Linked DNA regions of Rattus norvegicus: regions 1 and 2 are each linked to region 3. The links are chromatin contacts, called in public Hi-C maps. All regions are on one chromosome and are shown on one strand. Each heading gives the region's core, a stretch centred on a gene start, on an enhancer-like site or on the middle of the called end of the contact. The rest is flanking DNA. Distances are from core to core; before and after follow the strand shown.

Region 1 (3,066 bases), core at 531-3,030, 410 kb after region 3:
TTTTTTTTATTAACCTAAAAAGAAAAAAATTTACAGCATATAATAAAGATACACTGACGTCTCTTTATGCGGGGTCATGAAATATAGTTCAAGTCTTTATCTATGATGGCTCCTGCTTCTAATTCCAGCACTGGAAGGCAGGCTAAGAAAGGATTGCCATGTAAGTTCTAGGTCGACCTAGCTACACATTGGCTACAGTTGAGACCCTGCCCCCTGATGCTTTTGTAATCAGTAGTGGAGAAAACAGCACTATAAAACTAGACAGCATTAGAATTAAAATATAGACTCATGCATACCTGAATAAATGAAAGAGTTCTCGACATGAATGTACTAGTGCTGTTTCAGTAACCCATTGGATGCCAAATAGTTCTACTGTATCCTCTTCAAAGTTAGTTGGTAATGGATCAAGATTTAAAATTAACCTGTAATGAAAAGGACAAACATTTGAATCCAGACTATACATGACATATATATATGTCATATATATATATATATATGACAAATATATGTGTGCGGGGGGGGGTACTTTACACCTTATGTTGTATAAAACAGGTAAAAAGTAATGTAACTCAAAAAGAAAAGTCTAAATGGATTCTAGGAGATACACAAAGTGGCCTTATGTCATTTTATCTTTAAATGAGACTATTACTTTTTAAAACACCAAATATTCTGTATTATGAAGAATGACAACACATAGTTATGTAATGTGTTTTAAGGTTTAAAAAGGTATAATTTAAAAAAAATCAACAAAAAAATGGTTTCTTTTAATGAAATTTCCTCAAAGGGCATTACCAAAATAGTTCAAGAACAGCAATGTTATTGCAATATTCATTCGACTAACATGCTTATGAATTCTGTATGCAGAGGCCTAGAAGTGGGAAGAACCGAAGCAATAAACACTGTCAGGTTCTACTTATAAATTATTGACAACGTATAGATAACTACTGTCCTTAAAAGGAAATACAAGTTCCAAAAGACAGGGCTGCTCTGAAACCAGTCTAAGTAAATTAAATGTCCGGCTACCTACGCCAAAGAGATTATCAATTATCCAGAAAGTCCTCTGTAACACTGAAAACGCAGCCAGGGCACGAACGCTGTCGGGAACCTTCTATATACTCAAGCTTATATAAAACGAGGCTGGTTCAGCACCTAAGTTTAGACGTTAGCGATAACTAACCAACACTGTTGGGGATGGGGATCCTCAATTCCCTTTTTACCTACCGCTTAAGGGCGCCACTGGCAAGGTAGGACTCTCCAGAAAATTTTCCGTCTCTGCTGTCAAAAGCGCAAGAAAAGCAGGGGGGTTTGCACCACTCTGTCCCCAGCTCCAGCTCTAAGCTGTCAGTCAAGAAGGTGGACGCTGCTGAACCGCCATCCATTATTTACATCATGCTCGGAAATGACACCGCGGCTCCGTAGTTATCGGTAAAGCTCCAAAGACAAGTTGCAAGAAGTTGAAAGGTTAAGGGACCACCTCGGAGACCCAAAATGTGCCCTCAGCACATGGGGAAAACAAAGTTAAAACAGAGAAGCTGAGAAGGCAACAGGTTCAGAAACCTCCGGGCGTCCTCTAGGGCGCCGGCCCCAGACACCGGAGCCGCCAGGACTTCCAACGCCGCCCTCGCTCCCTCCGGGCTGCAGTGGGTTTGGAGGCCCTCACGCACCTCAAGCTGGTTTCCTGGAGCGGGTCGGGATGGTGCACGGAGCCCCGCCGCCTCCCTCCGCCGCAGCGCGGCGTTCGGGGCGGGAGAGCGCTCAGGAAAATCGCGGGATCCGATACTGGAGATAAGGAACTCGGCGCCCGCCACAGAAAACCGGAAGCAGGCGAAATTCCCGCCACGGCGTGCCCCGCCTCCGGCACCGCCCTCTCGCGAGTCCTCAATGAAAAGTCTAGCGCTGCCCGAGCTCTCGCGAGAGCTTGTCGGTCTGGACAGGGATAGGCATTCTGCTTCCACGTTCTGAGTAACTTTGAGAGCTTGGGAGGTGAGACCACTTTACTAAAACGTAGCTCTGGATTGAGGCAAGAGAGGAGCGTCCGAGGACAGCCGGGATCAGCTTCCCCGCATCTGCCTCGGCCGCCCGCAGCCGATCCACCCTCTTTCTGCTCTGGAACCCACCCAGGCTTTCCTGTGGTGGATGCCCTCTGCTCTGAAGCAGTGTGCCAGAAGACCACAAGGGAGAAGAGAATCCGTTGTTCGGACACATTGAATAAGTCAGATTGCTTTTTCCTCAAACATAACAAACTGTTCTTTAAAATGGACTCGAATATTACTATCTTGAGATGGAGGCGGGATTTGAATTCAAATACCTGCTGTGATTTGAATATATAGCTTGTCCTGCCGACATCGACCTCTTAGGGAATCTATCTTAACTCTTAGATGTTTACATAAAATGCAACGTATTTTCAAAAGACATGTGAAGTAAAGGAAAAAAAAATCCTACCACAATGTACGGCTACTGTAGTAGTAGATGTATTTGTGCAGCTCAGTTGAGGTACTCTGAGACCTGATGGTTTTGTTTTGTTTTGTTTTGTTTTGTTTTGTTTTGTTTTGTTGACTACGGAATCATATCTATAGTTGGTGATGAGTCTAGTCTGTATCATGAGGGTCCCTTCCACGGTGATGTTAAGGGTATGTTTTCTGAGTATAAGATTGAGCATTGGCACTACAATCAGAACAGTTTCTCAGATGACTATTTTTCTTCCTCCAGTCAGCATTCCAATACACTCTTGTCTGTTGTCTTTGTTTAAATACCTGTTGTTGATTATGTGAGTTCAGTTTATGTGAGTCATGGAATGGGAAGAACAAAATAAATGATAGAGGATGGTTAAGGTCATACTTAATTAAACGGTCACTTACAAAGGTGTGTACATGGTTGCTGGATCCCAAAATGTGATGACTAAGCACCCACAGCTAATAAAGACATTCGCATTCTTAAGCTGAAAAAGTAAGGGTAAACACGAATGACTAGGGAGGAATGAGAGCTATACCTGTAGGAGGCAATCAACTAACTTATAGTCACAAAACAATGATTGCCTTCACTAAGGAACATAACAACAGTTGCCCC
Region 2 (3,255 bases), core at 253-2,752, 390 kb before region 3:
CCAGATGCTTCCCTAGTTTTTCTTCTATTAGTTTGAGTGTGTCTGGTTTGATGTGGAGGTCCTTGATCCACTTGGACCTAAGCTTTGTACAGGGTGATAAGCATGGATCGATCTGCATTCTTCTACATGTTGCCCTCCAGTTGAACCAGCACCATTTGCTGAAAATGCTATCTTTTTTCCATTGGATGGTTTTGGCTCCTTTGTCAAAAATCAAGTGACCATAGGTGTGTGGGTTCATTTCTGGGTCTTCAATTCTATTCCATTGGTCTATCTGTCTGTCTCTGTACCAATACCATGCAGTTTTTATGACTATTGCTCTGTAATACTGCTTGAGTTCAGGGATAGTGAAAATGGTGGGTGGGAAGATGTTTGATGGTTACAGTGCTTTCTGTAAGCCTACAGACGTGAATTCACAGCCCAAAGTTCATCTGGAAACCTGGGTATGAGCAATCTGCCTGGGAGGTGAAGCCAAGAGGCTCCTCAGGGGCTCACTGACCAGTGAACCTACCTGAGGCAAGGCTGACCTACCTTACTAGAGACCCAGCTTCAAAGGATAAGGTGGAGAGAATTTTAAAAGTCAGGCTTTATGATGGAGATCTCTAAATTCTAATTAAAGCTAGACACTTTAGAAGACTAATGGATTTATCTACTGGACATGTTATATAGACTAGTATATTTACATGGGAAAGAAGCAAAATATTCTTTACTAAGTACAACCAGGCTGTAATTTGTAACCAGTGGAATTTCCCACTGATTAAGATGGGAGAGTGGTGTGTGGAAATAAACAATAGCAGCAGTTTTCTTGTCTAAGAAGTACAAGGCAACTGCCTCCCCCACGCCACATTTCACTCCCAGCAATGGTCACTCCTTTGTCTGAGTAAATAATAATAATAATAATAATAATAATAATAATAAGAAGAAGAAGAAGAAGAAGAAGAAGAAGAAGAAGAAGAAGAAGAAAAAGAAGAAGAAGAAGAAGAAGAAGAAGAAGAAGAAGAAGAAGAAGAAGAAGAAGAAGAAGAAGAAGAAGAACCACCACCACCACCACAACAACAAGCTCTAAAACACATAAACTCAACTCCATGTTGTTTGCAATATCCAAATAGACTCATTTTGGAAAAACAAAACTCAAACTGATGCAGTAATGTGGATCAACAAGTTTCTCTAAAACGGACTTCATTCTTGGCTCAAGTAAAAGCCCCATTCACTGTTCAAAGTGGATCAGTCACAGTTTGTAAAAGTCCGACAAAAGAAGTATGTCTCGTCCGCTCTACAAGGGCGGAAGGTCATTTGATGGTTGCTGGACAGAAACCTTACAAAAAGAAGGATTACTGAGTCAGCTTTAGAAGTGCTTTGTAGCAGTTTATAAAGCCACTTCACATAGGCCACGCCCAACTGAGGGCGGAGCGCTCCGCCTTAGCGTTTCTGTTTGCGGTTTTTGTTGACGCAGGTCTCTTGGCCCTCCGCGCGGCCCGTCTCAGGGTGCCAGTGGAGGGCTGAAGGCTGACGTGTCTGCCGTTTCCCGGTGTCGCGGAGAGCGGAGCAGTGATGGCGGACGCCTGGGAGGAGATCCGGCGTCTGGCGGCTGACTTCCAGCGGGCGCAGTTTGCTGAGTCCACGCAAAGGTACTGGTTCCCTGCGGTGTGGAGCCAGCTTAGGCCCGGACGCTTGCCCCGTTCCCGCACTGCCTGCTGGGTATCGGTGGGCGGCTGTCAGTAAAAGTGCTCCCTGCTGCCCGGCCTAGAGCAAGCTTGCCAAGATGCCAGTGCAGCGCGCAGCAAGTAGCCTTTCCCTCCTCTAAATCCTTTTTACCTGCGGCCACAGGTCTAAGACAGACCCACTCGCCATCTGTCATTTTTAGGAACTCCCGGACACTGACTTTTCTACACTTCAGAAACCTTTGGGGGAGTGGCCAAAATCTGCGCCCATGATTACAGATCATATTTAGAAGGCGAATAGACTTTTTTGCTCCTTGTAAACGAGTTCTTGTAGTATTTTATTTCTTCCGGACCTAAAAACACCACTTCGTTGATGCTGTTCTATAACATTGAGAGCTACAGACATACATACACCCTCACAACAAACAAAACCAAAGAAACCAAACCTAGTGCAAGTTAACTGCGTGGCTGAGTCAGATGTCCTGTCTGTCCACCAACTACCGTACCAGTAAGGTACTGTGATTTTTAAGAAAAGTTTTGTTTTCAACTGAAAATGTTGATATTTGAAGGCCGGACTAGAAGAGAACATCTTTAGATACAGTGATGTGTGTGAACTAAGTAAATAATTCAAGGGAATGTAAACTTGCTTACTCTCGAGGTTTTTTTTTTTTTTTTTTTTAATTACTCAACCAGTATTATTATACTAATAAAGGACGGATTTTGTAGTGTAGAAGTTACTCAGAATTTTGTTTTCAAATACTTTTTTGTGGAACATATCAAGAACACTCTTAAACTTATGCCTTCTCGCAGGCTGTCAGAGCGGAACTGCATTGAGATTGTGAATAAATTGATCTCTCAGAAACAGCTGGAAGTAGTTCATACGCTTGATGGGAAGGAATATATCACTCCAGCCCAGATCAGTAAAGAAATGAGAGATGAGCTACATGTCCGAGGTGGTAAGTAATTCCTCAGTGGGCTGCCTTTGTCTTTACTGGATGTTTGAAGGAAATACACTAAAATCATAAGTAAATAACTACATGGGGCTTATAAAGCATTCTCCTCAATTGCTCCTTTTTCTTTCCTCCTTGTGTTGGACATACTAGGCAAATACTACCACAAGCTGTAACCCTTCTCAACTGATAACTTGATGATAATCAACCTTCACAGGTTTAGGCAGTCACCCTTTGTATGTATATATGAACGTGATCTTACAGGTTCATGCAAACATGATCTTAACTCTTGTCACTTAACAAATACCATGTGTTTGTTGGGTTGAATTAAATATAGGTGTATGTATGTGTGTGTGTATGTATATATAATATATACATATGTGTGTATATATATATACATATATATATAATGTATATGTATGTACATTAATTTACTTCATGACCCAGGGGTGAGTACCTAGCTGCCAGTGATCAGGTAGTTAATTATAAAGGAGTAATAGGGATTTCATAAGATTTTAAAATATTTAATCTTAAATATTAAAGCTGCATTAAAAATTAAATTTAAAAAACTAATTAAAAAGCAACTTTGTAAATTGATGTACTATTGCCTGAGACCCATCGTATTATGAAGTATAGTTAGTACCATC
Region 3 (3,226 bases), core at 482-2,981:
TAAATTCATTTAGAGGAAAGTAATTTGAGAAGAGACAAGAAGCTTTTTAAGGTTACAACAGTGACCAGGATGTGTCATACAGTTTACTGAGTAGTATGGGTCTAGTGGTAAGAAACAAACCAGACAGCACCAATAAGTTTATAAACCCAAGTAAGAACATTAATAAATTACATGGGTGATTGACACCTATTCAAAGAGGTTAAACTGATCACTTCTACAGACTAAATACTAAGCATAATATGAAATAAATATCTTTTCACAAAAATCGCACACACACACAAAACAAACAAACCCAGGCTTAGCATAAATGAGAAACCCTAGTTCCAAGTATTGCTCAGCTTAAAGATAATAGATTATGGCCACCAATCAATGTATCTTTTGTGTGAGAATCTGGAGGTAACTGAATCCTACAGTTGCTATTAAATTATAAATATTATATAAGTAGCTATAATAGTAATCTTTTGCTTAGTATTAGACAATGCAAAAAGATTTATGATGCAAAAAACCTTTGGGAGCTATGGCTCTTCATTTAATCTAACTCTTCACCTTACGGACTGCAACTTCAATTCACACTCCAGGCCCAGGGTTAAATGTAATTTCCTCAGAAGCAGTCCCTCATCTTCCTGGGTCTGTAATTACACTATTGTTGTATAACTGCTCACCCACTTAATGTCTGTAGACTGCAGCATATCATGGGCCTCAGAGAGTACACGGTCTGTTCTGATCACTGCACATAAACACACCTGACACATGAGACAGGCCCACCATTCCAGCATACTATATTAACTTACATATAATATTACACATCCTGTTGGGACACAGCCTCAAAAATATGAACATGTTCCCACAAACTCCCAAACATTGAGGCTGTCATTAAAAGCATCTTAATTTACAGAATATGAAAGTAGCTCTCAAAGTCTTATTTGTCGCTCAGCTAACCACTAAAAAGTGTGTAACCAAACCCTATAACTTAGCAATAAATAATTCACACAGGTCCATTCAATCAATCCCTTCACAGGTCTTTCAGTATACCCTAAGTATCCAACAAGCCAAACCCCGTGTCTAGATCGCTGTGCTTCTTTGCACTGACCACCGCTCCACACACTTAGCACTTTCACCCGTTTCCCTCTTTTTCTTGATCGCCTCCTCACACCTCCAAAATAAATTGGTGAGTTAATTAACGTATACATTACCGGCAAGGAAGGCACCGGATCTTTGGAATTGACATATACATCTCTTAGTAAGGACAGCAGCTTGTTATCTTTTCTAGAAACTTCTTCCTCGATTTCTGGATACTCTAGGGAAAGAAAAAAGGCCGTAATTTTTTTTTAAAGAAAAAAATATCCCTAAAATCGTAAACATGTATGACAATTAAAAAAAAACAATCATCTGGACATCTAGGGACAAACATTAGGGCGAGACTCTGCGCGCATCCTGTGCAGACCCCGGAAGAGAGCACGGGCTGCCTTGGGCTCTGGGATTCCTTGCCGCTGCCACCACCGGAGCCCGCGCGGGGACGACCTCAATGTCACCGGAGGCCTGGAAGGGGCCGCACTCACGACTCAGGTGCTCCTGCAGGAGACTGCGGGTGGAAGGGTGCTTGGGTGCCATGGAGGGCTTCCTCTTGCTGATCTCCTGCTCCGCTCGCTTCTCCACGTTGAAGTTCCTGAAGGCGCGGGTCATGCGAGCCCCCATCTCTACCTCATGATGCCCTTAGTTCACTACGCACGTGGGGAAACACCGGCGCGACTGACCTCTGTGTGCAGGGAGCATGCGTAGAGTAGGGGTCAGGCACCGGTAAAACGCCGACGGTGCGCTCGTCGCCCTCTAGCGGCCAGGAGGACGCATGCTGGACTCCGCTCCGCCCTCTTCCACAGGGGCGCATGCGCGGACTACTGCGGGCATTGCTAGGGACGCCCGCCGGGGACTAGGGAGTTAAGAGCTGTTGCAAAATCCCGAGTAGCTAAAGTGTAAGGCGGAGATCTTCCAACCTCTTCAGAGGGTAGAGTGCAAAGTCATGGTAAATTTACCTGCCTATGCTTTTGAGAAACGAAAATAGAGAATATTTGTTCTCAGCCGTTCTTCCCGTTTTGACAGCCCTTATTTTCCTGTCCCCTGCCTGGTGCATTTCTGAGCCAATTTTGTTTAGGTTTTGTTTGTTTGTTTTAACTCTTCCACTATTTTTGCACACCATTTTCCCGTCACTTTGTCCCCAATGCTATGAAGTTTCTTCCTCCTCATATTCGTATTACAAACTTGACGTACTCCTCTGTAAGCACCGGATCACCCTGCTCTTCTCAGTCCCATTTCTCAACTCGGCTGCCTCTCAGAGTTTCAGTAATCTTGGGAGACCCTGGTGAAACTTGGGTTTTAACGGTGTATTTGGGGGGGGGAAATCAACGTTACACGTTCTGTCTTCCTTTCCCCTCCTCTTCCGTCCCCCTTTGACTCTTCCTTTTTACTTCTGAAACGGTTCGATGTGATTGACCCGTACATTTTTAAAGCCCACCAGAAAGAAAATAAGTTTCCGAATTAATATTTCTCCCAGACTGTGGTTGTGAAATCTATTAGAAATATTAGCCTGGTTGATTAGGTGAAATAGATTGGTCGTGTCTAACCAAAACAAAAATTAGGGGGAGGGGTGTTAATTTTTTAAACCACTATTATCAACTAGACGGCTTCATAATAGGGGAAAACACTAGAGGGGTAAAGTTCTCACTGTTGCTTATGAAACATTTTCTGGTGACGGCTGTATTGGGAGATGGGACATACAGAAGCTAAAAACCTCGTTCAGTGAGTTAATTTGTTAGTTATCCTGAAGGTGGCAGGCTGCTCCAAGATTTCCATCTGAGAGCTTTAAAACAAGTTCATAATTGGGTGAATTTATAAAAACCAATTTCTCTGAGTGCCGAGAAATGTTCCTCAGCTACATTAAATCTGTTGTGTGCTTTAAGAATTATAGTAGCAATTCTAATCACTCCCTGCTAAAGTATTTTAAAAGTGAAAATCTCATTTTCATGTAATTGCACCAAACTTCGGGTAATATGAAAGTAACCTTACACTGGAGTTTCAAATAAGTCCAGGACAGCATCGAGTACAAAATTAAAGACCTGTGAATTTCTACACACAGACAAAGCTTGGGTTTGATATTGAAAGAGACATGCTCAGGTGAGCCTAGTGCTTTATCTAGCCTGGCCTAGGGTTACTCAGACCCTTAAAAACCAAA

What was found. Hi-C and Micro-C count contacts between places; a contact is called where the count stands out from the background.
Region 1: a contact with region 3 is called in a Hi-C map of liver, with 6 times the contacts expected there. The contact joins the promoter of Mms22l here to the promoter of Ndufaf4 in region 3. A contact is called at or near these places in 2 of 12 Hi-C or Micro-C datasets (frontal cortex and liver).
Region 2: a Hi-C map of liver shows a contact between it and region 3, with 4 times the contacts expected there. The contact joins the promoter of Ufl1 here to the promoter of Ndufaf4 in region 3. A contact is called at or near these places in 3 of 12 Hi-C or Micro-C datasets (the A7r5 cell line, liver and mammary epithelial cells).

The regions. Positions count from the first base shown.
Region 1 is chr5:42,993,128-42,996,193 of GRCr8, reverse strand. It overlaps Mms22l (MMS22-like, DNA repair protein), which reads right to left and starts at 1,780. Exons shown (of 24, transcript NM_001135780.1): 1 at 1,222-1,780; 2 at 297-422. The coding sequence starts at 1,379.
Region 2 is chr5:43,789,929-43,793,183 of GRCr8, reverse strand. It overlaps Ufl1 (Ufm1-specific ligase 1), which reads left to right and starts at 1,502. Exons shown (of 19, transcript NM_001126279.1): 1 at 1,502-1,625; 2 at 2,469-2,614. The coding sequence starts at 1,549.
Region 3 is chr5:43,400,300-43,403,525 of GRCr8, reverse strand. It overlaps Ndufaf4 (NADH:ubiquinone oxidoreductase complex assembly factor 4), which reads right to left and starts at 1,731. Exons shown (of 3, transcript NM_198783.2): 1 at 1,560-1,731; 2 at 1,194-1,297. The coding sequence starts at 1,695. LOC134478951 (a long non-coding RNA gene) reads left to right here and starts at 1,784. Exons shown (of 2, transcript XR_010051729.1): 1 at 1,784-2,020.